Regions from separate parts of the Mus musculus genome. Here region 2 is linked to region 1. A link is a contact called in public promoter capture Hi-C data. All regions are on one chromosome and are shown on one strand. The core of a region is the stretch at or near the end of the contact, and the rest is flanking DNA. Distances in the headings are between cores, read along the strand shown.

Evidence for each region. Promoter capture Hi-C pulls out the DNA fragments that hold promoters and counts their contacts.
Region 2: a promoter capture Hi-C map of second pharyngeal arch cranial neural crest shows a contact between it and region 1, with 5 times the contacts expected there. The contact joins the enhancer-like site here to the promoter of Btf3 in region 1. A contact is called at or near these places in 5 of 39 promoter capture datasets (the 3T3-L1 cell line, frontonasal cranial neural crest, hippocampal neurons and 1 more), 2 of 484 Hi-C or Micro-C datasets (nephron progenitors and palatal mesenchyme), 5 of 115 datasets of contacts at active chromatin or transcription factors (bone marrow-derived macrophages, cardiomyocytes, embryonic forebrain and 2 more) and 1 of 9 other capture datasets (pancreatic islet).

The regions. Positions count from the first base shown.
Region 1 is chr13:98,315,543-98,318,589 of GRCm38.p6, forward strand. It overlaps Btf3 (basic transcription factor 3), which reads right to left and starts at 1,425. Exons shown (of 6, transcript NM_145455.3): 1 at 1,083-1,425; 2 at 688-756. The coding sequence starts at 1,208. It overlaps Gm9828 (predicted gene 9828), which reads left to right and starts at 1,574. Exons shown (of 4, transcript NR_137279.1): 1 at 1,574-2,067.
Region 2 is chr13:98,602,885-98,605,931 of GRCm38.p6, forward strand. No RefSeq gene overlaps it. Among named protein-coding and RNA genes, the nearest start is that of Gm41033, 30 kb to the left of the region's middle. Within about 2 kb of position 1,512, at least 3 of the 459 cell types and tissues checked have an H3K27ac peak or open chromatin away from gene starts, as enhancers often do. A contact at or near this core is called in second pharyngeal arch cranial neural crest, where this site is marked.

The DNA of each region.
Region 1 (3,047 bases), core at 175-2,674:
CAATTAGTCTGTTGAGCATTTAGTTCAGAAAGCAATGCAGAAGAGCAGAAGATCTTCATAATAATAATAATAATAATAAAATTACCTAATCATTAAGTAGAACAGGAAAAGCCAATACTTTCAGTTAACTTACTTTTAAAAAAAATGGGGTGGGAATGCAGTTTGGGAGTTGAGAGGTCCTCTAGCATGTACCAAAACATGTGTTGGATCTCAGGACAACTCAAAGGTAACAAAATAACCACCCCCAACATTGTACAAGTCAAGGGTACACGGTACACAAAGATTTGGCAGAGAACATACTTTCCCCCCCATTCATAAAATCCAGTAACATTTGTTTATATGCGCCATAATCCTGAACCTCTTGCAAGCAAGGCACCGTTTTTAAGTGCTATTTTCTTCTCTACTCGATGACCGACCTCACCCCTACTATCTATCTATCTATCTATCTCCTCCTTGTCTCTTAGTATTGGTCTCATTTCCCTTGGATTTGCTAGCTTTGCGAAATGTCCCCTGCCAAGCAAAGTGACAAAAAAAACCCAAAAAACCAACCAACCAAACCAAAAACAACAACAACAACAACAAAAAAAACAAAAAACAAAAAACCCAACAACGTGAGAAATGCAAACGGAACTTTGGAAGAGAGAGAGGAGAGAAAAAGAAAGGAGGAAAAAAAAAAAAGAAACTTACTTTCCCACCAATGCGCACTTGTGCCTGCAGTTTGGCGAGTTTCTCCTGGTTCATGATTGTTTCTTTCATCTACAAAGAGAGAGGAAAAAAAAAAATCCTCAGCCAAGAACAAGAACGGCCGGGCCCCCCCTCCAGCATTCCACGCTCGTTATTTCCCGCTACACTCGCAGGAGAACGTCGTCCCCCTCGGGCTGAGGCCTGGATCCCCAATTCACCCCTCCAGGCTCGCCGGGGCGCACAGGGCCCCTCGCCCCTCCCCCGCCCGGCCCGGCCCGGCCTCGGGCTCAGCCCCACGGCGACCGAGCATCCCCCGCTCCCCGCCGCCCTGCCCGGCCTGGGCCGAGGCCTCGCCACGGCCTGCCCGGCCCGGCCACTCTCCGCAGGCCTCGCGGTACCTGAGACTCCCGTCCTCGGCTTCCGCCGAGAGGGAGAGAGGGCGTCGCTTCGGCCCCGGGCCAGCCGCCCCTGGCTCGCCCTCGCCCCCGAGAGTCCGCCTGGGTGGGAGCGCCCGTCCGTCGCATCGCTTTCCTCAGCTCCGTCCGTCCCCTCCCTGCCTCGCTCCTGCCGGGAAACGCCCGCCCCACCCCCAACTCCCGGTCTCCTCCCACGCCGGCGTCCACGGCCTTTTTTCTGTACCTTGTCGGAGTGGAAATGGCGCCGCGCGGGGAACTAAGGTTCACGCTCAGGGGGTCTCGGGCAGACCAGCTGAGAGAAGGCGCACACACGCGGGGACGCAAGATGGCAGCTAGAGGGAGGCCGGAAGTAACGCGACGCCACTTCCTCCAGAATTCAGGAAGCGGAGTTGGCGTCGCCGCGCATGCGCAGCCGGGGGCCGGTCCGCGGCTGTTTCTTTCCTTTCGTCCAGCGGCGGGCCGGGAGCAGCACCGGAGAGCTGGGACCCGCGGTCGCCGTCCGCGGTCCTGGGAAAGGCCGCGGATAGATCGGACAGTGAGGCTCCCTGTAGAGCTGTGGTTAAATCAGTCTGCCCTGTGGCCACCCCGTAGGGCGTCCAGCTTTGTCCAGTAGGCTGCAGTGTCTGCTCAATGCCGGGTGTAAATAAAAAACTATCGAAATCAGCCAGGCTAATGTTGCTTTCCAAAATTAAGTGACTTGGGTGATGTAGAAATCGCGACTCAGAATGTCTAGAAAGCATGTTCGGAATGCTTTCCAGATCTCCACCCTTCAGCAATTCGGTTTATTCAAGGTTGAAACAGGGTAACAAGATTTGTAACCTCTTAACCCTTCTACACCTCTACCATCGACTCCCTGATCTCGAATCGTCATGGATTCGACCATGAAGCATTCACGATGGAGCAAACTTTACCTTGAATTCTTCCAAGATGAATTTGAGCCTGCGTGCTTGGGGGTAAAAACGTGGCTGTGAGTTAAAGTTTGCCGAACTCCAGCACGAATTGTGGTTGTCGTTTTTTTGTTTTTTTGTTTTTGTTTTTTGTTGTTGTTGCATAATTTGATGGTTGTTTTAAAAAGTGTCTCGATAAGTAATCCTGGCTAGTCTGAAGCACACAGCTATTCTCCGGCCTCAGAGCCCCTCTGTCCAATGCTGGGATTATAGTCGTCTAGCACCATTCCCAGACAAATTTTAAGATAACCTTAGAAAATCCCTATATGAAGATTAAAAAACGAAAAAGAAAAAGAGGTTAAGTGAAAATTCTGTGTGCTTAAGCCTTTTTCCAATCTTAGCTACGAAATGTTTTTGAATATTCCAAAGAGAAAGTTGTGTTAGAATTTTTAGAGAATACAATTTATCCAGAAAAGTTGCCGAAATGAATACTCTAGCTAAAATCAATTTTTTTTCCCCTTGGAAACCTTTTTACACAAGAGTTTCTTGCAACAGCGATGAGTCATTTAAAAAATCGGGAGAGACAACTACGTTGCTATGTAGAAAATTGTAACAAGTTCTTTTTCTTGAAACAACAACAATGTTTCTTTTATCCGAACAAGTAAGTTTGTCTCAGAAAACCATGCTTGTTGTCTACCCTATGAAGTACCTAACCATTCTCCAAATAACTGAGATGAGGCAACAGAATTCAGTGCTACAGAAAATATATAAAACATGACTGTGTTACATATGATGGATAAAAGGTAAAACTAGTTCTTTTTGTTTTTGTTTTTTTTTTTTTTTTTTTTTTGTTGTTGTTTTTCCAGACAGGGTTTCTCTGTATAGCCCTGGCTGTCCTGGAACTCACTCTTTAGACCAGGCTGGCCTCGAACTCAGAAATCCCCCTGCCTCTGCCTCCCAAGTGCTGGGATTAAAGGCATGCACCACCACGCCCGGCTAACTAGTTCTTTTTAAAGAAATGTTTATCTGTAGAATATTTTACTCTTCATATTACACTGAA
Region 2 (3,047 bases), core at 262-2,761, 290 kb after region 1:
AGGTCAGGGAGCAGCTTAGCATGCCTGACCCCCCCCCCCCCGCAACAACCCTTACCCAGCATGCATAGCACAGGGTGGGGGGTGTCGCCCAGCAAAGCCAGCACCATCCTGTTCTGTGGTCTTTCCTTTGCACAGATCTGTAAGAGTGGTGAGTCAGTCTGAAGTCTTTGTACATATTTGGGACGGAATAATTTCCTTTTGAAGGGCCAGATGCTTATGGTGTCTGTGCCACTTGGTCCCCGGGCTCCTACACAGAGTTCTTCTTCCCATGTTGTGACTCTTGCCTTGATGTAGTGTGAAGTCTGTGGAGGTGTACAGGCCCCTGAGTGCACCTGAGTGCCAGCTACTGCATCCAGGAGTGGGGACTTAGGTAGCGGTGGGACCAGGAAGCAAGAGCCTGGGGCCTTCCTCCCCATTTGGGGAGGTGGCTGAGATTGTATTTCCAACAAGCTCTGGGTGGTGCCAGCTGCAAGTCGGCAGGACACTTGGAGACATGAGTGCCCTGGTACCTAGATGTCCTTTTAGCATTTCCAGGAATAATGTACCCTTGAGCGTGTTCAAATGTAGTAACTTTTCTTCTGGACTTTTTTCCCTGTTGGGTAGCATATTGCCCTGTCCCTTGGGAAACAAGAACCCCTACTTCAGTGTGTAAGGTCCTCTGTCCTCTGATGCTTCTCTGAAAGCATGGCATTTGTCATCATAGCATGGGGTCCCTGGTTTTATGGAGTTTTGTATTTAACATGTTAACATTCAAGTACAGACGCCTCCACAAAGCCAGACCTGGGTGTTAAATGAGGGCTGCAGACAACAGAGAGCAAGACTCCAGAGTCTATTTTAAATTCTGTACAGAACTGAGGCCCAAATGATGACTTTGAAATGTGGAGGGTGAACACATGCTCCAGATGTGGGGCAGCATCCATATGGCTTAGCCGCGACAGTCCTGCCTCTCCATATAAATACATACTCCCACAGGATGGGGGATGTCGCGGCATATCGTCAAGTGTTCAGAGCTACATGTTTGACTCACTCCTCATTAGCGGAGCAACCTCTGGGCTGTGATGTGAACCCACTGGGTCATGAACACACAGGCTGTCGGCTGCTCGGCACCACTGTGCCCTGTCGCTTAAGCAACATGTTTGTCTCATCTGGCTGCGCTCTGTGGGCTTGCAGCCCCTGCTCTATCACATCTGAAGATTATTATTTGCCATGGAAACATTGATGTCAAATGGATGTGGGTGGGGCTCGGGCCATGAACAAACACAGAATAGTTCATCCCATGGGGTGCAAGTTATTATTGGGTCTAGGAGGTGCCAGCTGTGTGCTTCCCCCCCCCCCCACACACACACACACAAGCTTTGTGTTTTTGATGGCATAGTCTGGCAGCCTGCAGGATGGCTTGCCGAGGAGAAAATGTATGTTTAAGTAGCAGGAACATCGTGGAGGTGAGTGTATGGGCCCAAATAAGACACAATTTACCGCTGTGGACATGGGAACAGAGCAGTGTAGGCTTAGATTTTTCAAAACCTACTTTAATAAGGGCTCTTAAATACTTTCCCTTCTAGCCCACTACCCACCAGAGATAACAGAAAGGAAAAGTTAATACGGCAAAGAGGGATGTGGACCTGTTTAGAAAGAGTTCTCTGGGGCGATTCCAATCTGTGTTGTCAGGATAGCGGCAGTTTAGTTCACACGACTCAGCATTGGTAGCTCAATTCACTCACAAACACCATTCACAAATCAGCAACAATGGCAGTTCAATCCAGAAGAAACCTCCAGGCTCTGCCAATCGAGCCAAGTTTGTGCAGAAGCAGCAAGAAGCTGCCTGACTATCGCAAGACGTTCTTTAGTGTGTTTCTACGAAGCCACGACAAGTGATGGTCAGTGAAGACGGTAAGGTGAACCAATTCCACAGCGTCATCAGTGAAGACCAGTGTCAGCAAAGCCCAGTAAAGAGTGGCAGGGCGAACCAATGCCACAGCATCGTCCACTGTCTGTCTGGTTATACTCCTACCCTTTCCAGACACCAGGTGTCCTCCCAAGCACCTGCTCCAGCAAAGCATTACATGCCAGCTTCCAGAAAATACCACCTGTCTGTTCTCAGCAAAAACAACCTCTCCCGTGTCTGCTTCAACAAAACATCCTCTCAAAAGACAGTTTCCAGACAAAAACAACACGTGACACAACTGAGTCTCCAATGAAACCAGAAATCTCCACTTCAAAACAGAAAGATAACTTGAGATGATTCTAGCATTAAAAAAAAAAAAACTTTGTTAATTTACTTCTTGCATGTGTAAATATGAGGTATTTATGTGTGCGTGCATGTGTGTGTGTGTGTGTGTGTGTGTGTGTGTGTGTGTGTTTATCTATGTGTGGGTATATGTGCAGGCACACTTGTGTGCCTGTGTGTAGGCAGGCCCACGGTTAACATTGACTGTCTTCCTGCACTATTCCCCATCTTGCTGAACTTGAAGCTGGCTGTATTAGACTACTCTGGCTTGCCAGCTTGGTCTGGGGATTCCTGTCTTACAAGGTGAGATCACAGACAGGCCATCATGCCCGTGTAGCTTGTATGTAACCTGAGTCTCAGCCTTCATAGTCGCACAACAAACTCTTCACCAACTGAGCCATTTCCACAGCCCTGATTCTAACAGCTGGCCACCTACTACGTGTGGTGAGATAGGTGATCAAATGTTTCAATCATTGCATGAAGGGCGGGTGCCTAGGAAGAGAGGCACTAACCCTTCTGTCTTCCTCTGCACCCTCTGTGTGCTTTAACTAGATTCTTTCTTGAAACTCACAAAATGGCCTGGTGCTAGAGGGCCCATCAGATCAAGTACCCAGGCAACCAGTGACCAGGCTCTGTTTTTCAAGGTCACAGTGGACAATAGCACCATTGCTTCTCTTTGGTCACCTACCTGGGCTCCAGGCTGCAACTATTGACTCCCCTAGGACAATAGATCACAGAATCAGACATGTGACTCTTTCCAAGGACATGTTTCAGATCATCTGGCTATCACAGAGAAGACTCTCTTGGCTACCAGAAGGGT